Linked DNA regions of Gossypium arboreum: region 2 is linked to region 1. A link is a contact called in public Hi-C data. All regions are on one chromosome and are shown on one strand. Each heading gives the region's core, a stretch centred on a gene start, on an enhancer-like site or on the middle of the called end of the contact. The rest is flanking DNA. Distances are from core to core; before and after follow the strand shown.

Region 1 (2,840 bases), core at 266-2,765:
CAGCTCTCTCCTGCAACTTCCTAATCCTCGGCGCTAACCCACATACAAAATCCTGGGCTCTCCTACCTTCCCCCGTCAACCCCTCCATTTTCTCCAAACCCCACCGTTCTATCAACGCCTCCAATATATCTGCATAATCATCCGCCGTGTACACTCCCAACCGCTGCGCCACCGCCGAGAAGTGCTCAAACAGCCTTGGGTCTTCCCCGTCATACATCAAATGTGCAGGCATTGTTATCTTTTTCTTCATCATATCCGCGATCGCTAGCATTGCTCCCGTTGGGTCTACTTGGAGTAGCTTCTCAATGATCTTTGAGTAGGCTAGCTCATGCCGCTTCTCGTCTGCTGCGATGGTGCCGCAGATGCGTGCCAGGACTGGGTCCCCACCTTCCTTTGCTAACCGTGCCGTGTTGCCGTGGGACACGGACGTGGCTCGCTCCTGGAATGAAGTGTACACGAAACCCAAGTATGGGTTGTTTTCGGTTCCAGGATCCTGTCAAACCAAAACAAATGTATGGATGTCACATTCGTTACTTTTTCTCACTTACAATTCATCAAACATCTGTGCTTCTTGATTAGTAGCATTAGGGTATTTGAGTGCAAATTGTGGTGTTTTCAGATTCATTTCTTTATTGAAGATTAAATGGTGAATATCCTGAAATTGCAATGCAGTGTACCAATTAATTTGCATAATAACATTGCCAATACTCCAAGAATGATTCAGAACAGATGAATTTAATCTAAAACGTGTATGAAGATTGAAATTATTGAAAAAGAAACTCACCATGCCAGATCCAATCAGATACTGCACAGTCCTCTCGATCATAAGCATATCAACCCTCCCAGACAAATACAAGAAAGTCTTCAATAAATCCCCATGCCTGTTTTCCTCAGCAGTCCAAGCCCGAGTCCAAATTGCCCAGGGGCTGGAGCTAGCCCCAGTGTCATCCCTCACCCCATCAAGTGTATTGATCATGGTCTGGTACGTTGGCAAGGCTTCCTCCGTAATCATATCCCCCACCAACACCACGAAATACTCGTCCGGCAGATCCGCAGTGCGTTGTCTCAGGGCCTTCACTTGCTCGTTGAACTCTCCCAACGGCAATGCAGGGTCAGGTAAGAATGTCTGGGGTTGCCAACACTCTTTCACAGGTTTGAGCAGCGGTAACACATTTTGGGTAGCCCAGGTTTCTAGTGACTTGAAAATCTCTTGCTTTTCAGGTGGCATTGAGTGGGTTTTTTGAGGTTTTGGTGGAGCTGCCGCCACGGCAGAGATAGGGGAGAATCTGACGGTGGAGTTTGGTGGAGGGATGTGGCGGCAGTGGACACCTGGGATCCTCCAAGGCAGAGTTTTGGTAGAGACTAGGCTGTGTGTGAATTGCATGGTGGCAGTGTAGTTGAGTCAGTGTCTCAAGAATTTTTGCTACTATGGCTAGCAATACTGCAATATTATATATAGATCTGAAGAAAGAATATTTGACCCAGTCCTTTACTTTAATTGCAGTGGTGCCATTTAGGACTTCATTTTCATCAGTTTGTGAAAATGATTTTTCTTTTTTTAAAAAAAAAATGGTTTAGATTAAAGTAGATTTAGCAACTTTGTGGATTTTAGGGTATGTTTTGTTGCTTAAGGAATTCGTTTCAAATAAGAGTAGATGACCAAATTTTCATCATTCTGATTTACAATTATTTTGTTATAGGAACCATTAATTACTTGTGAGAAAAGATTATCTCTTTTTTTATTTTTTATTTACTTCAACAGAGAGAGAAAAGGGTATGATAGTAAACTAGGAAAAAGAAAGGAAAGAAAGGTGGGGAGGGTGGAGAAATTAAAAACAAGGGGTGTGCTGCAGTGGTTTTTTGTGGAGAAGGGGAGGGGATGCGTTAGTAAACGTAAAATATTTCTGTGGGTTGTAAATACCGAAGTTTGGAGAGTTTGGTGGGCTGTGTTTTTGAAAAAGCTAAAATTAATTGACAGCCGATGCCATTTGTCATTTATTTGTTTTTTTAAATACTAAAGCCAAATGCCGATCCAATCTCGATTTTAAAGTGCTCTGATTTTGTGGTCAAAACGTAACTCAGCTCTCTTTGCTTCTATTTTATTCTTTCATTTCCTCCTAAATCTCATACCACCAAATATATATAATATTATATTAAAGTGGATGAAAAAAGATTATTAAATTAAGGGCAAATTTTAAAATAGTCCCTTTTGTTTGCCTCATGTTTCATTTTAGTCACTTATGTTTGAAATGTTACATTTTAGTCACTTATATTATCGTGTTGTAACATTTTAGTCACTGAGCAATTAATTGTTGTCAACGGTGTAATGGTAAGCTAATGTGGCACGTTAAATCATCATTTCAAATGAAAATTTTAGGTTAAATTATACAATTGGTCTCTATATTTTTTTCATTTTGAGTAATTGAATTTTTTTCTTTTATATTCTTTTAAATTTTTTTTTTTTTCATTCTCTTCTGTGTCTTTTCCTCCCTTCTCCATTTCTTTTAATATAATTTTTCTATGTTTTTAATTTGTTAGAACTAGTCTCTATAATTTTATTTTTTGAATAATTTAAATTTATTATTATTATTATTATTATTTTCCTTTTCTTCTTCCCTTTATTTTCTCTCTTTTATATTCTTCACTACAAAAATATAATATTTTCCCACCAAATAAACCAAGTCATTGTTTCTTTCACATTATTCCTAGATTGAATTTCACTCAAAACTTAATACCAATTATTCTTAATCAAATCTCGATTTGAATATAACTTAATTTTGAAACTAAAATTGGATCTAACTAATCAATATAAAAAATCATATCATTAATCAAATCTAAAC
Region 2 (2,849 bases), core at 170-2,669, 710 kb before region 1:
TCTAACATTTCCATACAAACATAAATAATATCATTAAGACAAAACTAAATAACATGAACATACGTTTAATGAAAAAATTATACTAGGGTAAATATAAGATAATAAACAAATAGAAACATGAGTAAACTAAAAGAAAAACATAATACATGCAAAAATTATACAACAATATATATCATAAAATAGCACATAAAAGAAATAATTAAACATAGTATATAAAAAAATGAAACTATGCTCAAATAAGATAAATGACATACACTAAAAAATGAATAAATAGAACATTTACAAATTATAAAAATATAATGCAATAGTTCAAAATACATAAAATGATAATATAATATATATACATGCATAGAAAATATATATTTGAAAAAAACTATATAAAATGTTAAATATTATAATATATAAAATACATAATCAAATGTATAAAAGATAGGAATAAATATACATATTTGAAAAATGAAGAAATTAAAATAAAAAAAAGGGTTGAAAAACTAAGATAGACGAAGAATAAAATAAGAACAAACAACAGAGATTAAGAACGCAAGAGGGAGAGAAATTTGAGTGAATGCTCTAAAGAATTCTTATTATTTCCCAAAACTCAAGTGATTTACAATGAAGGGAGAGGCCTCTATTTAGAGTTGAGTCTCCCTAAATCTAACGGTACAGATCAATTACATCAACGGTTAAGATTAAAGGATATCTACAAATTAAATCTCTAAGATTACAAGATCATATCTTCAAGATTGCATATCATATCTTCAAGATTGCATATCATATCTAAGATTGCATATCATATCTAAGATTGTATCATATCTAAGATTGCATATCATATCTAAGATTATATTTCTGTATGAGTCAAGCTTATAGATAAACCTTAAATCTTTTCAAGTAATAGGCCATTTTGATTGGGCCAAATTATATGTTTGTAATTTTGTACTGAACTTGAATTTTTTTTTGAACTTATTTCTGGGCCTGGGTAAAATTGAGTGTCTACATTAAGATGACAAGAATTTGAGAGAAATTGAATGAAAAATTGAGAATAAAATAGTTGAGAGAATTGAGTGAATAAATGAATAGGATTGTGAGAATTGAATATATAGCAAATATAGAAAAAAAATTCTAGTTGTTTGAAAAAAAAACCACTAAAAATTAGCCTTTAAATTTTTTTTGACTGTTACAAAAAGTTATCGATGGACTTGTTTTCTATTTTTCACTCCAAAATTAAAATATTTCACAATTTAAAGAAAAACGACCTAATAGATAATTAAAAATTAAAATCAGCGTTTTTGCTAATTAACCCGAGTTTAAAAGTAGATAAAAAAATTGCAGAGAAATTTAGGGGTTTATTTTATTTTATTTTTTGTGAAGTACGCAAGGGAAATGCAAAACAGGAAGAATAAAATATAAATAGTGATAAATAATACGGGAAAAAAGAAGAAAAAGAAAAGGAAAAAAAAGTAGGGTCCTTATCTGGAAGGCATGAGGCTAGAGATAGATAACCTGGAACTCCTCTTCTTAAGACAAAACTGGCTTTGGTTTTGGGTTTGGTTTCTTTTTCTTACAATTATTTTTGTATGGTCTGAAATCCAATGGCTGTTTCTCCCAACATACGAATCAGTATCCCACTCCCTTCCACTCCTTCTACCTACCACCGTCTTCCTATGTCCACTCTCTCCTACCCTTTCTTCTTCTTCTACTCTTCCCCTCCACGCGCACTCCGTTTCCACTCTCCTCCCACGCGCCATCGCCCCCTCTCTCTCCGCCCCAAGGCCTCCGTCGAAACCCCGGCTGCTTCAGGTCTCTCTCACTTACTTCCCTTTTTTTTTTTCCTTCTGTATTCAAATGGTGACTCACTGCCAGCTTTATTTATGTATATATTTAGTTAGAATAATTGTATTGCCAAGTTTTTCTTTTTAAATTAATCCCATTTCAAGCTAGCATGAAAAACATTGCGGTTTTTCTTCTTCTTTTCAAATAAATTGTTAAGGAGCATGTGGCATTCTATGTGATTTTCATTCATCAAAACCGTTGATGGTTGTACTAAAATAAATATTTATCATTTAATTTTCATATATGATAATAGTTTTCTTTCCTTTTTGCAGCAATGTGAATACTGACTGAAACTGAAATATGCTGAGTGACGCATGCAGTAATTGATAAATAGAATCTTTTCTATTTATGTTGGTTGTTGCTTTTATTTTATTTTACTTTCCGTAAAACAATCAAGTGTTTGGATAAATGGAAATAATATATATATATTTAAAATTAAAACATTAATTTTGTGAATGGCAAAATACGTGATATTTAACTCTATGGGGAAAAATATGTATATTTGGATGTGTACCATTTACTTATTGTATATAAAATAAGTTGAATTTTTATGGTTGATGTCTTTGCTTTTTGCTTTAAGATTTTTTAATGAAAAGTGCAATAAGGAAAAAGAAAAACAACGCAAAAATTTTGGAATATATTTTTATGAATATTTAGTTCGTATATATAAACCACTCTGTATTGTAAATATATACTAAATGTTTTAATCGGCCCCAAAATCAAATAGCAAGGTTCGCCACCTGAAAAAAAAAAGAAATGAAAACGAAATATAAATAAATAAAAGCAAACAGACCATCCAGGGCCTAAGAAAGCGAAAAGCAATTAATGACACTAATAATCAAATAGAGTTTTAAGTTTACCACAAGTATAATTTGTGAAATTGCATCCATGTTATCAACTATTGGCATTATATTAATTGCAAAATTACTTCCTAATCTCATAATATTAATATCTATGGATATCATACAACATTTACTCATGTCATATTAACTTCTATTTGAGCTAGGTTATAGGCAGGT

The links. A called contact is a pair of places that touch in the nucleus more often than the background predicts.
Region 2: a contact with region 1 is called in a Hi-C map of leaf, with 2.8 times the contacts expected there. The contact joins the promoter of LOC108467347 here to the promoter of LOC108462342 in region 1. A contact is called at or near these places in 2 of 5 Hi-C or Micro-C datasets (both in leaf).

What each region holds. Positions count from the first base shown.
Region 1 is chr2:37,845,003-37,847,842 of ASM2569848v2, reverse strand. LOC108462342 (stearoyl-[acyl-carrier-protein] 9-desaturase 6, chloroplastic-like) reads right to left here and starts at 1,515. Exons shown (of 2, transcript XM_017762307.2): 1 at 785-1,515; 2 at 1-493. The coding sequence starts at 1,384.
Region 2 is chr2:38,553,647-38,556,495 of ASM2569848v2, reverse strand. LOC108467347 (thioredoxin reductase NTRC) reads left to right here and starts at 1,419. Exons shown (of 10, transcript XM_017767983.2): 1 at 1,419-1,797. The coding sequence starts at 1,590.